Regions from separate parts of the Takifugu rubripes genome. Here region 1 is linked to region 2. Evidence: chromatin contacts called from public Hi-C data. All regions are on one chromosome and are shown on one strand. Each heading gives the region's core, a stretch centred on a gene start, on an enhancer-like site or on the middle of the called end of the contact. The rest is flanking DNA. Distances are from core to core; before and after follow the strand shown.

The links. A called contact is a pair of places that touch in the nucleus more often than the background predicts.
Region 1: a contact with region 2 is called in a Hi-C map of an unstated tissue, with 9 times the contacts expected there. The contact joins the promoter of slc35c1 here to the promoter of LOC101070449 in region 2. A contact is called at or near these places in 2 of 2 Hi-C or Micro-C datasets (muscle and an unstated tissue).

Annotation. Positions count from the first base shown.
Region 1 is chr13:12,995,607-12,999,223 of fTakRub1.2, forward strand. It overlaps slc35c1 (solute carrier family 35 member C1), which reads left to right and starts at 1,792. Exons shown (of 3, transcript XM_011609887.2): 1 at 1,792-2,123; 2 at 3,420-3,617. The coding sequence starts at 3,451.
Region 2 is chr13:12,864,330-12,868,191 of fTakRub1.2, forward strand. LOC101070449 (guanylyl cyclase-activating protein 2-like) reads right to left here and starts at 1,806. Exons shown (of 5, transcript XM_029846777.1): 1 at 1,750-1,806. It overlaps LOC115252212 (a long non-coding RNA gene), which reads right to left and starts at 2,997. Exons shown (of 3, transcript XR_003890627.1): 1 at 2,804-2,997; 2 at 2,660-2,721; 3 at 2,092-2,574.

The DNA of each region.
Region 1 (3,617 bases), core at 542-3,041, 130 kb after region 2:
TCTTTGCAGCAAAAAAAAAGTTTGAAGCACAGAAAGTTGGAAAGCTTCTCGGGTTGCACCGATATTAATAGTCATTATATTCACTTCTCAAAGTTTGCAAATGGTTTTTCACCTCAAATATGCCAAGTTTTAACCTCCCATCACACACACACACATACACACACACACACACACACACACACACACACACTCATCACTGCATGCTTGACTGCTATATATACACAATAAACTGTGTTGCATCCCTGGAAAGGTCAGGATATTATGGGGTGATCATTTAGGGCAGAGCTGGGGTCTGTCTGAGGTTTCTGCCTTTCATATAATTATACCTGCAGTTTATTTTTCAGCTGAAAATTGCTGCCTATTTGCGTATTCCAATGAGATGCTTGTGACATGAGAAGCAGCATCTCTTCACTTCCTTTCCCTTCTAATAAAGTGCAGAAATCTCCCCAGCAGACAGGGGTCACGGAGTCAGATATGCTTGTGAATAGCAAATCCTGACCCCAGCATGGAGTTTTCTCTCCCTCCAAATTGAATACACCGGAGCACAGTGAGGATGTGGACACCCGCTGATGGATTCACAGCCAGTCTGGGTGGAATGTGCCTCCGAGTTCCTGGGGAAAATGTGGAATTTTTCGGAGAGCATATTGAAGTGCACCAAGGACTGAGCGGCTAAAGTGACTAATGGCCCACTGCTGCAGAAAATGTGACACCAAACAACAGTCACAACAGCAATATGACAGCAAGAAGACAGCGGGTTTGACAGGGGAAGGAGCAGAAACGTACATAATACATGAACCACCGAGCCTGCATTGAAAGTGTGAAATTAACAGTTATCATATTTACAGATATGCACATATTGAGGGGGAGAAATGAAGGTTTATTTGCACCGCTTCGTGACAGTAGAGCCGAGAGAACATTCTACCAGCAGATACTACGGCTCCAGGATGACATTTCACTCGCTGAAAGGTTGTCGTATTTGATTTTCCTTGATGCATCAAGCTGCCGTCAATACATGTGAAGACGTCTTTAGTCTCCTGAGACACACAGACACACACGCTCCATTTATGCACCCTCGTGAAAATGTGACCCTGAAATTCCCCGTTGATGTTTGAATTAATGTCATCAAGCCCTGTCATAACCAAAAAGGTTCACAGCAAATGGAAGTAAATGTTTGTTTAGATGGACGTGCCTTTTCACCCGACTCTAGTCTTTGACAGGCAGGCTGTTCTTCAGACTGCCAGGCACATTAAACCACCTCATTATTTTAGTGACTGCATATATATTTCATAAACCATCAAGGTACATATTGGTGATGGCTGGTACTTTTAAATTTTCTTCTGGAAGACGATGTATTGAAAAAATTGCCATCGTTATGAAATTAAACTTCATTCTACTGTGCTTAGAGCTGCATTCATTTTAAATGTGATTATTTTCTGCCATCTAGTGTTCTATCAATGTACTACAGCAAGGGTCATCACATGACAGTCCCTGCAAAAACCAAAACTGTTTTTTGTTTTGTTTTTCCCAGTAAATCAATTTTACTTTCTTCGTGTTCACTGACATGAAATTGTACTAAACACTTGATGGGGTTTTTCACATTGGGCGTGCGTCAATGGCCTTTGAGCTGTATTCATATTGGGCCCTTTTCGTTTAAATAGAATGACCGATATCGAAATATCAAAGAAAATGCCACATATTTGCAGTTCAGCTTTAAAGCGGGAACCTTGAGGGTTAAATATCGTGTGAGTAAATATTTGACCATTGTCTTTTATCGGTTGACGTAATATTTCTTAAGGGCTGCCACGCCCAGTTAGGCTTTAATGCGTGCTGCTCTACCTGGTTTCCCATTAACTTTATATACATGTAAATGTGTGTGTTTTTGGTTGCATTTTACTAGAAGCTATGCGACGTGGTTTTATTTTAATCATATTTAGGGTTTAAAACGTCGTTCCTGAGCTTGTTCCTGAGCGAAGTGCGGCAGCTCGAAACATGCAAAACCTGTTCGTACCGTTTCTGTGCTGGGAGGAGTGAGATACTTGGGAGGAGTGAGATACTAGGAAGGGAACACAGGTCTCCTCTGACTAAATCCGGGAGTTATCAATCCCACAGAGAGCAACATTGAGGTAAGGAACGCGTTCCAACCCAATATCAATCACAATGTCACAATCCACGGCACCAAAATTCTCTCAGAAGGGAAGTGAAGCCAATTTCGGCTACAGCTGCCTAGAAAAGTTGTTTTGACTTTTTTTTTTTCATCCTACGCGCAACTATAACTTTTTGTGGCACACAAACGCGCACAGACGAGGAAACTGCAACAGTTCCCACTGTGAGTTACAGAGAAGCATGTTGCGCGTTCGACATAATTATGGATTAGTGCTGTGAGCTCGGCGCGTCCTCAAAGATCCCTTGTCGAGATGAATGTTACAGAGGCGAAGGCTTGCAAAAATGTGATTTAGGTTTGGATATTTTTGATATACCAATTCGAATTTAATGAGGCAGAAGTGACGTAAACGTTACGCAGGCGTCGTAGCTGACTCACCAAGTGCGTCCTTGACGCGCACGTCAACACGCAGTACTCAGTGTTTACACCGTCTCATGGTGGGACGAGCAGGGTTCGGTTTCACCGATACCACCTGCGATTATGTGCGCTGACAAGACTATAACATATAACTATAAATTGTAAAAAGAAACAACAAAACGTTTTGCACTGACTTTCCCACCTGGGTCTTGTGTTATTCGCAATGATTTATGTCATGGATTCATTTGTATAGAATTTTATTTTGTTTTATTTTATTTTTTCACTGGGAATCGTGATGTTTGTACCTTGTACACACATTTTGTTGTGTTTTTTTTTTTTTTGGATGTTTTATTTTCTAAAATCTAAATTTTGCCTCATGTGTTCAGTGTCGCTAAAATTCCGACATTTTACTGTAAATACTGGTTTCTTATTTGTCTCCTGCCTCGGTGCACCTGTTGACTTGTTTATATGTGTGAATTTTTTAGAGGGTAAGTGATACACTTTTTACATTTACCAACTCTGTATTTTTGTTGAGGGGTAAATATGTAAACTTGATCAAAGATTGAAACCTTTGGTGTGGAACACTGCAGCATTGCTTCTTTCACCATTATTGCTTTCCAATCCTATTGCTTTCAATAGGATTGTTTTTGTTCCTTTTAATGAAACCCAGAGTGCAATCCAATAAAGACAATGATTTTACTCTGAAATCGTGAGGAAGTGTATTATTCTGAAAGAATAACACCGGAAGGCGGAAGTGAAATTCACGGAAATGTCGGCAGGGGCTCTGTGTGTATTGTAGTTCTTATCGCGCAGACAGTTTCTAACCACATGTGGGTTTATGTAAATTATTCAGATTCATTAATTTTTATAAAAAGTTTCCTCTTTGTGTCAACATGATCAGGATCCAGCTGAAGAGGTCCAGCATACTAAAGATGGCTCTCGCAGGCTCGGAAACAACGACCCCGGACGGACAGGGAGAGACCTTTATATTCCGGTCAGCCAGGATCGCTGCTGTGGTCGCACTCTACTGGTTTGTCTCCATTACCATGGTGTTCCTTAATAATTACCTATTGGACAACCGGGAGTTGGACGCGCCGCT
Region 2 (3,862 bases), core at 556-3,055:
TGGAACACCGAAATTTGCTGAATCGAGGTTTCCCCACAAATCACTGAGCATTCTTATAACTCCACAGTAACCAAATGAGGGATTAACTCATTAAAGAGAGCTGTTCTAACCACACATCAACCTGTTTTTGGTTTAGTGACAGAAACTACCGGTAATCCTTTCAATGCAGATGTTAGTTTCCGGAGCTAACTCACAGGGGTTCGAGATGAGGGATTGTACAGTTCGTGAATTATTGTTACAGTTTATCTACAGCTAATCCTTTAGGTTTGTTTGGCCATATCAGGTTTTCCTCAGGTTTTTTCTTTATTTCTCTAGGCTCTTCCCAATGTAGGATAAAGTAACGCAACATAAAATACCATTTTAATGTTTCTAGCTATCTAGTGGCTGTGAAAGTTGAAGTGCACCTTCACTATTAATTGTCTTTCAGAACAGCCAGACAGGCTGTTTTAAGGCTGTGATGCTGAAGCTGAGATGCCCTATAAAGATTCCCAAATTGTGACACCGATCGAATGTTGTGCTGTTTTTCTGGTTCTAAAAAAGAAGCTGCAAAGTCGCATTAGGTCTCCCTAGTTTGGAATTGATGTGTCAGTCTCTTGTAATTAGATTGCATGAGTCCTGCGGATAAGGGGGCTGCCAAATCTTTCCAAGGGTACTGACAGAGACTCCTTGAGTGCATTCTAATTAATTAATCTCTAAATCATTTGTTTGCTTTGGCTTCATTTAGTGCAAAATTGTCTGAGTTTCAGGACAACTCCTACTAATTCCACACTAATTCAAACTCACTGCATGTTATTATGCTTCAAGACCAATTTGGTTGCACGCTTTTGCAGCTTTTTGTTGTTAAAAAAAAAAAAAAAAAAGCCCTTAAGAGCGCAGATAAATAATGAAGATGTCAATTGTACCAGTGGAGGAAATATCTGCATCAGAGGAATTCAGTGTCTGCCGGTTTCTGTCTCTAATCTTTAGTACGACTCTACCCTTGAGAAACGGTGCAACGGTGCGTGTCACAACGCCAGAGCGAGACTGCACAGTTTAACTGGAGCAGGAGTGTATAATCAGCCCGTCTCCCTCAAATTCTCTGGCACAAGAAGTCAGATTAACCTAGATAAAATCAATTTATGGTATTTGTGCAAGCGGATGTTTGGCAAATCAGCATGTTGTCAGTTTTCTCTTTAATTTGAATAAGTAAAATAAAAATTAAAACAAACATTTGAACAGATTAATTAACTGGGAGCGGTGAAGCATTATGTCCAGAAGATGACGCTATTGTTTCACTAGTGTAGCTTTACACGTACAAATATAGAAATCCAAATATATAGTTTCTCATCTTACAAATCAGAAAATTAAATATTTTTTTATTTTGTATATATCTATATTTATAAAATGTGTTTTCCTGCTCGGTTATTCCGCATTCTTCCTCACCTCTTAGAGTTTCTCGTTCACCGGATTCATAAATTTGACTTGTGAAAGGAATCAGGATTCCCTAGAAAAAAAACCATACTGGTACGGACATACCATGTAAACGCCACATGGAAAATCTGTGATCTTGAAAGGAACCTGAAACTTGATTCTGGTTCTCCTTTGATTAAATAGGTAAAAATACCTTAATCCAACCACTAGGTGACAACAAACCCTCACACGTGTGGTGTCCGAAGCCACGTTGATCACCTCTTTCTCATCATGTCCCATAAGAGAGTTCTTTCCCATCTGTTACTCTTTTTCAATACGGAGGAAAGCAATTTTATTTACCTTAAAAAGGCTCAGATGATAAATTATGCATCCATGCACAGGTGAGCATTCATTATATAAGAGGGATGGGTCTAGTTTGTGTGTATTCGATCTTAAATGATGTGTCAACAGGTGTATGCAATAGGATTTGATCATTTCAGGTCTTGCAGAAAATTGGCTCTAATGAACCATCTTCTGGATTCAAAAGGGTTAAGATTTTATATATATATATATATATATATATATATTCTTTTTTTAAATAAATTGTTGCATTTTTACATTCATCCCTAGAGCAAAAGTCAGTTTATTCTTTTTCATTTGAAGCTGCAAAAAGGCTGGGGGCATCCACAGGGGATCATGGTGACCACTTAAGAAGCTTTATTCAGAAATTGTAAGTGGTTTTTCATCTTCTAATGTCACAGCTCAAACTGCGACTGCGAGAGGTAGCGTTCAGAGATTGTGGCTTCCCTCTGGGATTTCTTTAGAACAGTCGTTAATGGGAGAAGAGAACAGCAGGTAATGTAAAGCGTGTGCGCCACTTCCGTGAGGACACAATTAATGGCATTTTTGGATTAAGATTAAAGTTCGCACTGCCCCAAGTAAGAGCGCAGATGTTTTGCCAGCAAACCTGGTTTTCTGGAGGCTGTTTCGTTGTGAGTCTTTACCCTTGTGCCGGGATGACAAGGTCACTGAGGTCATTTGCACGGCATGTGCAGATTATTGGACATGATAGATGATGGAGAGGCCCTGATTATTCACCACGCGACGCGATCTTCATCATCCGACTCCTGTCAGACATCTGACGGTGTCTCTGCTGACAGCTAAGAGCGTCCTCATCCTGCTTCACTGCAGAGTGATAATAATGGAGGTATCTTTTCACAAAAGTGGCTCTCTGTAAAACTGTCCTCATTATAACAATGATAGTTCTTACCTCTATCTCTATCATATTCAGTCGCTTCAAATGGGCCAGGAGAGGATTTTACGTCCACTTGACTGTCAGGAAGTAAAAACAATGGGGGTTTTTCCCGTCAAAAACATCAGCGTGGTAATAAAGAGGCATCAATAGGATCAATACCCATCTGGTGGCACTTCTCTGATGAGTGGTGGGACAGGGAACGACTGATGAGTTCAGTCCGTGCAGAAGAACAGAAGAAAAGAGACCCCAACCGGACCTGCTGAGAACTTTCCGATAGTTCCGCTCTCTTGGAATATTCTCCAATCAGTTCAGGATTCCCCTCGGTTGTTTCTGCAGCTTTGATTCGAGCAGTTAATTTCTGGGTCGAACTATCTTCATTGTTAAAAAAAAAAAAAAAAAAAACACAACTCAAGGTTGCCGCGGTGCTCCTGGGGGCTGTTCTTCAATGACACGACACGTGTGATTAAGAGTCTTTGGAGGTTGCTGCCAGTGTTGAAAAGAGAAGAATATCAAGGATGAGAGGACACATTGATTTTTAATTTTTCCTCTGCTCAACCTTCTGTCAGCAAAAGGCTTAAAAAAGGCTTTCATCTATCTGCCTGCCTGCCTGTCTGTCTGCCTGTCTGTCTGTCTGTCTGCCTGCCTGTCTGTCTGTCTGTCTGTCTGCCTGCCTGCCTGCCTGCCTGTCTGTCTGTCTGTCTGTCTGTCTGTCTGTCTGTCTGCCTGTCTAGCTGCCTGTCTGTCTGTCTGTCTGTCTGTCTAGTAGCTAGCTATCCTCCATCATTTGCTCCAAATACAGGACTTGCTTTCTATAAGATGTATTGCCCTAGTTGTTGTGCAGTTTTAGTTGTCTGGTTGTTGTGCAATGTTGTATTATTATTATTATTTTTGGGGGGGGGTGCGGATTCCTGTAGCATTTGTTTTACTGTCAAACTCATCATACATCCTGCACATGGGAGCGCTGGGACGCCACAAATAGAACATAAAGTTCTAAAAGTTTGCGGCACTTTCCAGGTCTACAGCCGCTTCCATTTGCAGAGAGCGTCTCACTTTCAGAGGCCTGTCAGCACTTGCCATGCTTTGTAAATACTGAATGCAGTTTATTTCTGGGGGGGAAGTGTTCAGGAGTGCCTCTGAAAGTGTTTTTGTGTGTTTATGGGGCTGCTTCTTGTGCAGGAGCTTCCCTGTGGGAATTAAAGGGGCATCGTTTTGGCTGAG